2 separate regions of the Gossypium hirsutum genome follow, and region 1 is linked to region 2. Evidence: chromatin contacts called from public Hi-C data. All regions are on one chromosome and are shown on one strand. Each heading gives the region's core, a stretch centred on a gene start, on an enhancer-like site or on the middle of the called end of the contact. The rest is flanking DNA. Distances are from core to core; before and after follow the strand shown.

Region 1 (2,850 bases), core at 48-2,547, 200 kb after region 2:
TTCAGCTATAGGTGACTAAAGGTGGTAAAGCAAATTGGCCTAATATACTAAGTTTAGATAAGGACAAGATAATTAGGGTGACGATTGGATAAGTTGTCAATTATGTCAAATAAGATTTTATAATTGGTGTCATAACTCTACACAACTTGACTCTGAGAAGTCCCCTTAAAGAGTTTCTCTAAGTAACATTAACGAGAAGTGATACTTGAGAGTTCTCAAATAATATTCAACACCCCAAGTGATTTAGTTAAGGGGTTGCCCACAAAAAGTAATGCCCAAATATTTGTAGGAAGTGTTGTGGAGATGTTGAGTAAAATCATAAAACTCAAAATAATTTAAAAAAAAAGTTGTAAAAAATACTAATCAATCATATATTTTTCTACTTGTTTCATTTCAATCCACTATGATTATGGTTGTTTGAGAATTTGGTTCAAAAGGTTGAATGGATTTAAATATTGATATGAAAATTTTCTAATTTATATATTTTTTAATTTAGGATGTATTAGAAAAGTTAACGCCATCATGACTATCATGATTATCAATCTCACGTTAATATAAATTACTATCAAGTGAGATGATGAAATACAAATTAAGTAGCAACTAGATTAAAAAAAATTCAATTATCAAATATATGCTTTTAGATAAGTTACGAAAGTACAGTAAATAAATTCTTTTTTACTTTTAATATACAATTTAGTGGGTTAAAAAATATTTCTTTAGGTACAATGCAGAAAAAAAAGGATGCGTCAATTGCTATCCGTGTTTTGATTGGAAGGCGTATCATCCGTGTTGCAATTGGAAGACCTATCATCATCAACTTGACCCGAATCAGGTTGACGGAAAGCCCGACCCCAACCCATCATACCCATCATGCTAGCCAAGCTAGCAAAAGCAAAAACCGACTGTACAATTTCCAAACCATTGATCTCCCCACCCTCCATTCTTCGCCGGCCACCATTACCCTCACCACCTCCTATTTCAGCCGTCTCAGGCGGCATCAAGAATCGACAAACCGGGCATAACCCATGGATCAACAACCACTTCTCAATACAACCCGAATGGAACACATGCTTACATGGCATCTCCCTTGCTTCTTCTTCAACTTCGAACTCTTCCAAACAAACACAACAATCATTGCCACTCTCTTTCACTTTTATCCTCGGCATTGCTTCTATGGAATCTTTGGAAGCTGGCGCCGGCCCAAGTTTATTTTCGCTGACGACTCCTACGCCGCCGATCTGGAAAACTACGTAAACGACAGGACGAGGCTGTTGGGTCGGCGTAGGAGCTTCCGCCATACTAGGAAAATCAGAGAAGCTTAAAGAATCTCTAAGAAGAAGAAAGAGAAAACTTTGAATTGAAAAAAAAATGTGAAGGAAGAGAAGATTTTTATAAAAGGAATCGAAATGCCTGGAAAGTTCGGGATTCCAGGATGTTTGATGATTTCGTATATGAAATTACGTAAAATAGATTCTAGAAGTTTCTATTTTATTCATGTATTTTCTCTTATTTTTGACTCATTTATGGCCTTAGTTTTTTTTTAAAATAATTAGTAATCAAATTGTAACTTTTTTTTTAGTTAAAGGACTTAAAATTTAGTGTTTAATGGTGTAATTTACCCAAAAATATATATTTGACCAATTTTATTAGTCTTTATATTTTGTAAAAATTGTGGATTTAATCTTTATACTTTACTTCAATCAATTTTAGTTTTTATATATTTTAAATTTTAAAATTTTAATCTTAATCCAAATAAGAGTAATTAATCCATTTGGTTAATATTATCAAACATTATTTTTAAATAAAAATAAAGAATTAAAAATATATTTCATATTAAATATAATCATTTGTACATCACACGAGAATCAAACTAGTTGTCCTCTATATCCATGTTAAATTATCCATTCATTATACTTTAAAAAATATTTAGTTATAATTTTATACTAGTCACTACTACTACTATCGACAATAGATACTCCGATTAGGATAAAAAAAAAAGAAGCTTCAAAATGTTAGAATTGCTTATTATTTCCATTCATAGTTCTACGGTTTGATCTTATTGTTGTTGTAATATTCTAATTATCAAAAAAATAAGTGTAAATTCACATAATATTATTTTACATTAATTATATAAAATAAAAATACATTATTTAATAAATTTTGAAAAAATAAAGACAGTAAACATGGCATTATGGACTAACTATGAACCCTGGCAATGTTAGATACAATACATGCACAACAAAAAAGAGAGCAAATAACTAGGAATACAACATTAATACAACATTTTAAAACAAGACCCAAAATTTGCGGTAAAAAGGTGATAAGAGGGTTCAATCAGACCAAACAGAGCTCTCACCACTGATATTTGGCTGCAACAAGCACTTCCTCATACTTCTCAGCTGCATTGTCCCAGCTCAAATCTTGCTTCATTCCCCGTATTTGCAACCCTTCCCAACTTGTTTTATACTGCCGATATGTCAACAAACAGTTACCTAATGCATGTATCAACTTGCTTGCATCCGCACTGTCAAATGTCCACCCGACCCCAGACTCTTCAAACGGATTGAACTGCTGCACTGTGTCTCTCAGTCCACCGACTGCATGGACAACCGGTATTGTTCCATAGTTCATAGCATATAGTTGGTTTAGACCGCAGGGTTCAAATCTTGATGGCATGAGTAAAATATCAGCCCCGGCTGTTATACGGTGAGCTGTCTTTACGGAAAACCCTACCCATCCTCTTACTTTGTCACGATGTTCGTTTTCAAACTGTCTAAGCATCTGTTCTAGGTCAGGTCTGCCGGTGCCTAACATGACTAATTGCACATCTTGGCCTATCATCCAGGGAAT
Region 2 (2,855 bases), core at 273-2,772:
GTGTGTTTGAGCCAAGGGTAAGAACGGTACCATCACATGCATTCCGCAGGGGCTCAGAGACAATCACGTGACGATAGTGGGAGGATGAGTTCTTGCTCCTTCGACGTCCAGCGCCCACCGGTACATTCCTCATCGTCCCTCCAGCAGTCCAGTATCTTTGGCAGTTCTTACAAAAGTGTCGCGGTTGACTCACATTGTAATTGTTGTAGTAACAAAACTTGGTATCCATGCTGTTGCATCGAGGGCATGGAAGAACTTTGTTCAATTTCTTCAAGGTTTTTTCTTCTGGATTACTTGTCTCATTACGATCTTCATCGGTTTTACAAGTTTCTAAACCAGTGCTTTCATTCTCTATAGAAAGTGCATCACGCTTGTCACTAGGCCCATAGGTCACCTCCAAATTCATAAACTCTTCAGAAGCAACCAGAGGAGCTGTGCCGTCCTGTTTAGATCGGTCCTCCTTTCGATCTCCGAGTTCATGCTCGGCGTCTATCGTTTTATCTGTCACGATGTCCTGAATAATTTGTAGGGGAAATAAAACATAAGCACCAAAATACTAAATAAACTCTATAGACAACTGCAAATTACAAATCATTTGAGAGTACTAAACGCAGTTTCTTTCCATTTTATTTTGTTTGATAAATGACGAACCAGTTTTAACACCAATAGCAAGCACAGCATTTTGCAACTACAATAGAAATTACCAAATGTTGCTTAAGAACTGATGATTTAGTATACTGTTGGGCAAGATTCAAAGCTTTTCAACTAAGCTTATTAATGCCAGGGTCCTAAAAGAATATATGTTGCAACAAAATATTAGGATCATAATTGGTTACAAAGAAACCACTACTTTTATCTAAATTTATATCTATAATTTCTTTCAAGAATGAATTATTTTCATAATTTAATTGCAGAGAATTCTCTTGAAATTCAAAGAAAAGACACCCAGAAAGCTTCATAATAGAAAGGCATATGATGATTAATTCAACTAAAAAGAATATATAAGACCAACCCATTGTTCATTTCCATGTTCTTAACAATGGGAATTCTACAAATCAATCAACTTTCAAAAACTTAAAATTTTCTCAAACCATAAACGAAACTTTAACCAATTCCTCCGTAACCATTGTTATAGCGAAAACTAAGAATCAAAAACCAACCCATTGTTCATTTCCATGTTCTAAACAATAAGCATCCTTCAAAATTCTCAGAAAACAAAAGAATCAAAAAAAAAACATCCCTTTTACCTTTTTATAATTATTATTATGGTTACAAGCATCATCACACGTAGCATAAATGTTAGATATTGTTGCTGCTACGACTGCTTTTGGAGATTTCACAGGCAAAGGAATCGTTTTTCCAAATAATTTAATTGTCAAGTCGTTTGGTTCCGTCATTTTCAATTCCCTTACTCAGGATTTTTTTTCTCTAAATTATCTTCTAACAAAGGATAAAAACTAGAACGAAATTTTTATTTTTTAAAGAAAAAAAGAAAAATATCTGACAAGTTTGAGCCGTTGTGGTGTTTTAATGTATTTTATTTCTAATTTTTTTTGTTTGTTAAAAGAGAAAAAAAAAGTGTTGTTGGTCCCGTGGAGTCAACAATTTTATCGGTTTAGGAAAGATGGGTATGTCATGTCAGGTTAAAGGCAAATTCTCAACCTTAAGCCCCTTTGTGGCTTTGAAATATCTTTCCCTTTTCAACAAGTAGTTCCTTTTCCAAATAAAAAAGCAACCTTTCATATACTTAAACTATACATTTCACATAAATACTATCGTCCATCATTTTGGTAATTTTTGATTACTTTATTAATAAATATAAATGACATGTAATAAGTATTTTTATATTATTTTGTCAATACATGTAAATATGTATCTTTAGTCATTTATTCATGCCCTTTCGAAGTAGGTGACTTATGATAGAATTGGGATGTGAATGAAATGGTCAGTCAAATAGTATACGTGATCTATGTTTAATGTTAGTCTTTTAGCATTGAGATTGAATTGATTTGGTATATGAATTGTGGTGCCAAGTGATGGCATATTAGTTAGGCATATAGGTTGATTGATTTTGGCATACTTTAGGTATTTTTTATTGTGTTTTTAATGTGTGAAAGTGCTTAGAAATGGTTTGGTTTGGTGTGCAAGAAATGGTGTTGAAATGACTTGCATTAGGAGTTATTTAGGAGCACACAGGCTGTCACACGACCGTTTGTCATTTAAATTTTAAGTGCAGGACGAACCGCACGGTCCCAAAGAGTTACACGGTCGTGTGACCAAACTTCGAATGCAAACACGGTCTGGCACACGGCCTGCGACACGATCGTGTGACCTTATTTCAAATACCCACACAGGCGGACACACGGGTTAGGACACGGTCATGTGTCCCATACTTCTAATTGTACACGGTTGGCCACATAGCCATGTTTTTAAGCCACACAGCCGTGTAACCCCTGTTTCCAAAAGTTTTCAGTTTTTCCAAAATATTTTGTTTTGTTTCAAAACAATCCCTGATTGTTCCTGAACTATTTTTAAGGTCTCATAGGCTTAGTTTAAGACCCATAAATGTATTTATGTTTTGAATCAATGTTGGAACGGAATGTTAATATTTTAAATTCGTTAATTGATTTTTAGGTGATGTTAAGTGATTCGATTTTTACGATAATACTCTGTAACCCTAATCGAATGACAAAGATGGGTTAAGGGTGTTACGCGAGCAAAGGTAAACCTCAATTGCTTACCTTCACTACCTTAGTATACCTCAACCAAGGATTTTTCAACTCACTATACTTAAATTGTTACCTTTCAAAGAAAAAAGTATAACTTTTACAACAATTTTTTTTTCTTGAGGTTTA

Evidence for each region. Hi-C and Micro-C count contacts between places; a contact is called where the count stands out from the background.
Region 1: a contact with region 2 is called in a Hi-C map of hypocotyl, with 3 times the contacts expected there. The contact joins the promoter of LOC107892426 here to the promoter of LOC107890451 in region 2. A contact is called at or near these places in 8 of 34 Hi-C or Micro-C datasets (callus, hypocotyl and leaf).

The regions. Positions count from the first base shown.
Region 1 is chrD09:3,680,043-3,682,892 of Gossypium_hirsutum_v2.1, forward strand. LOC107892426 (E3 ubiquitin-protein ligase RNF181) reads right to left here and starts at 1,298. Exons shown (of 1, transcript XM_016817510.1): 1 at 747-1,298. The coding sequence starts at 1,298. The coding sequence ends at 747. It overlaps LOC107890446 (granule-bound starch synthase 2, chloroplastic/amyloplastic), which reads right to left. Exons shown (of 8, transcript XM_016814860.2): 8 at 2,102-2,850. The coding sequence ends at 2,353.
Region 2 is chrD09:3,478,957-3,481,811 of Gossypium_hirsutum_v2.1, forward strand. It overlaps LOC107890451 (cyclic dof factor 1), which reads right to left and starts at 1,523. Exons shown (of 3, transcript XM_016814868.2): 1 at 1,248-1,523; 2 at 31-514. The coding sequence starts at 1,397.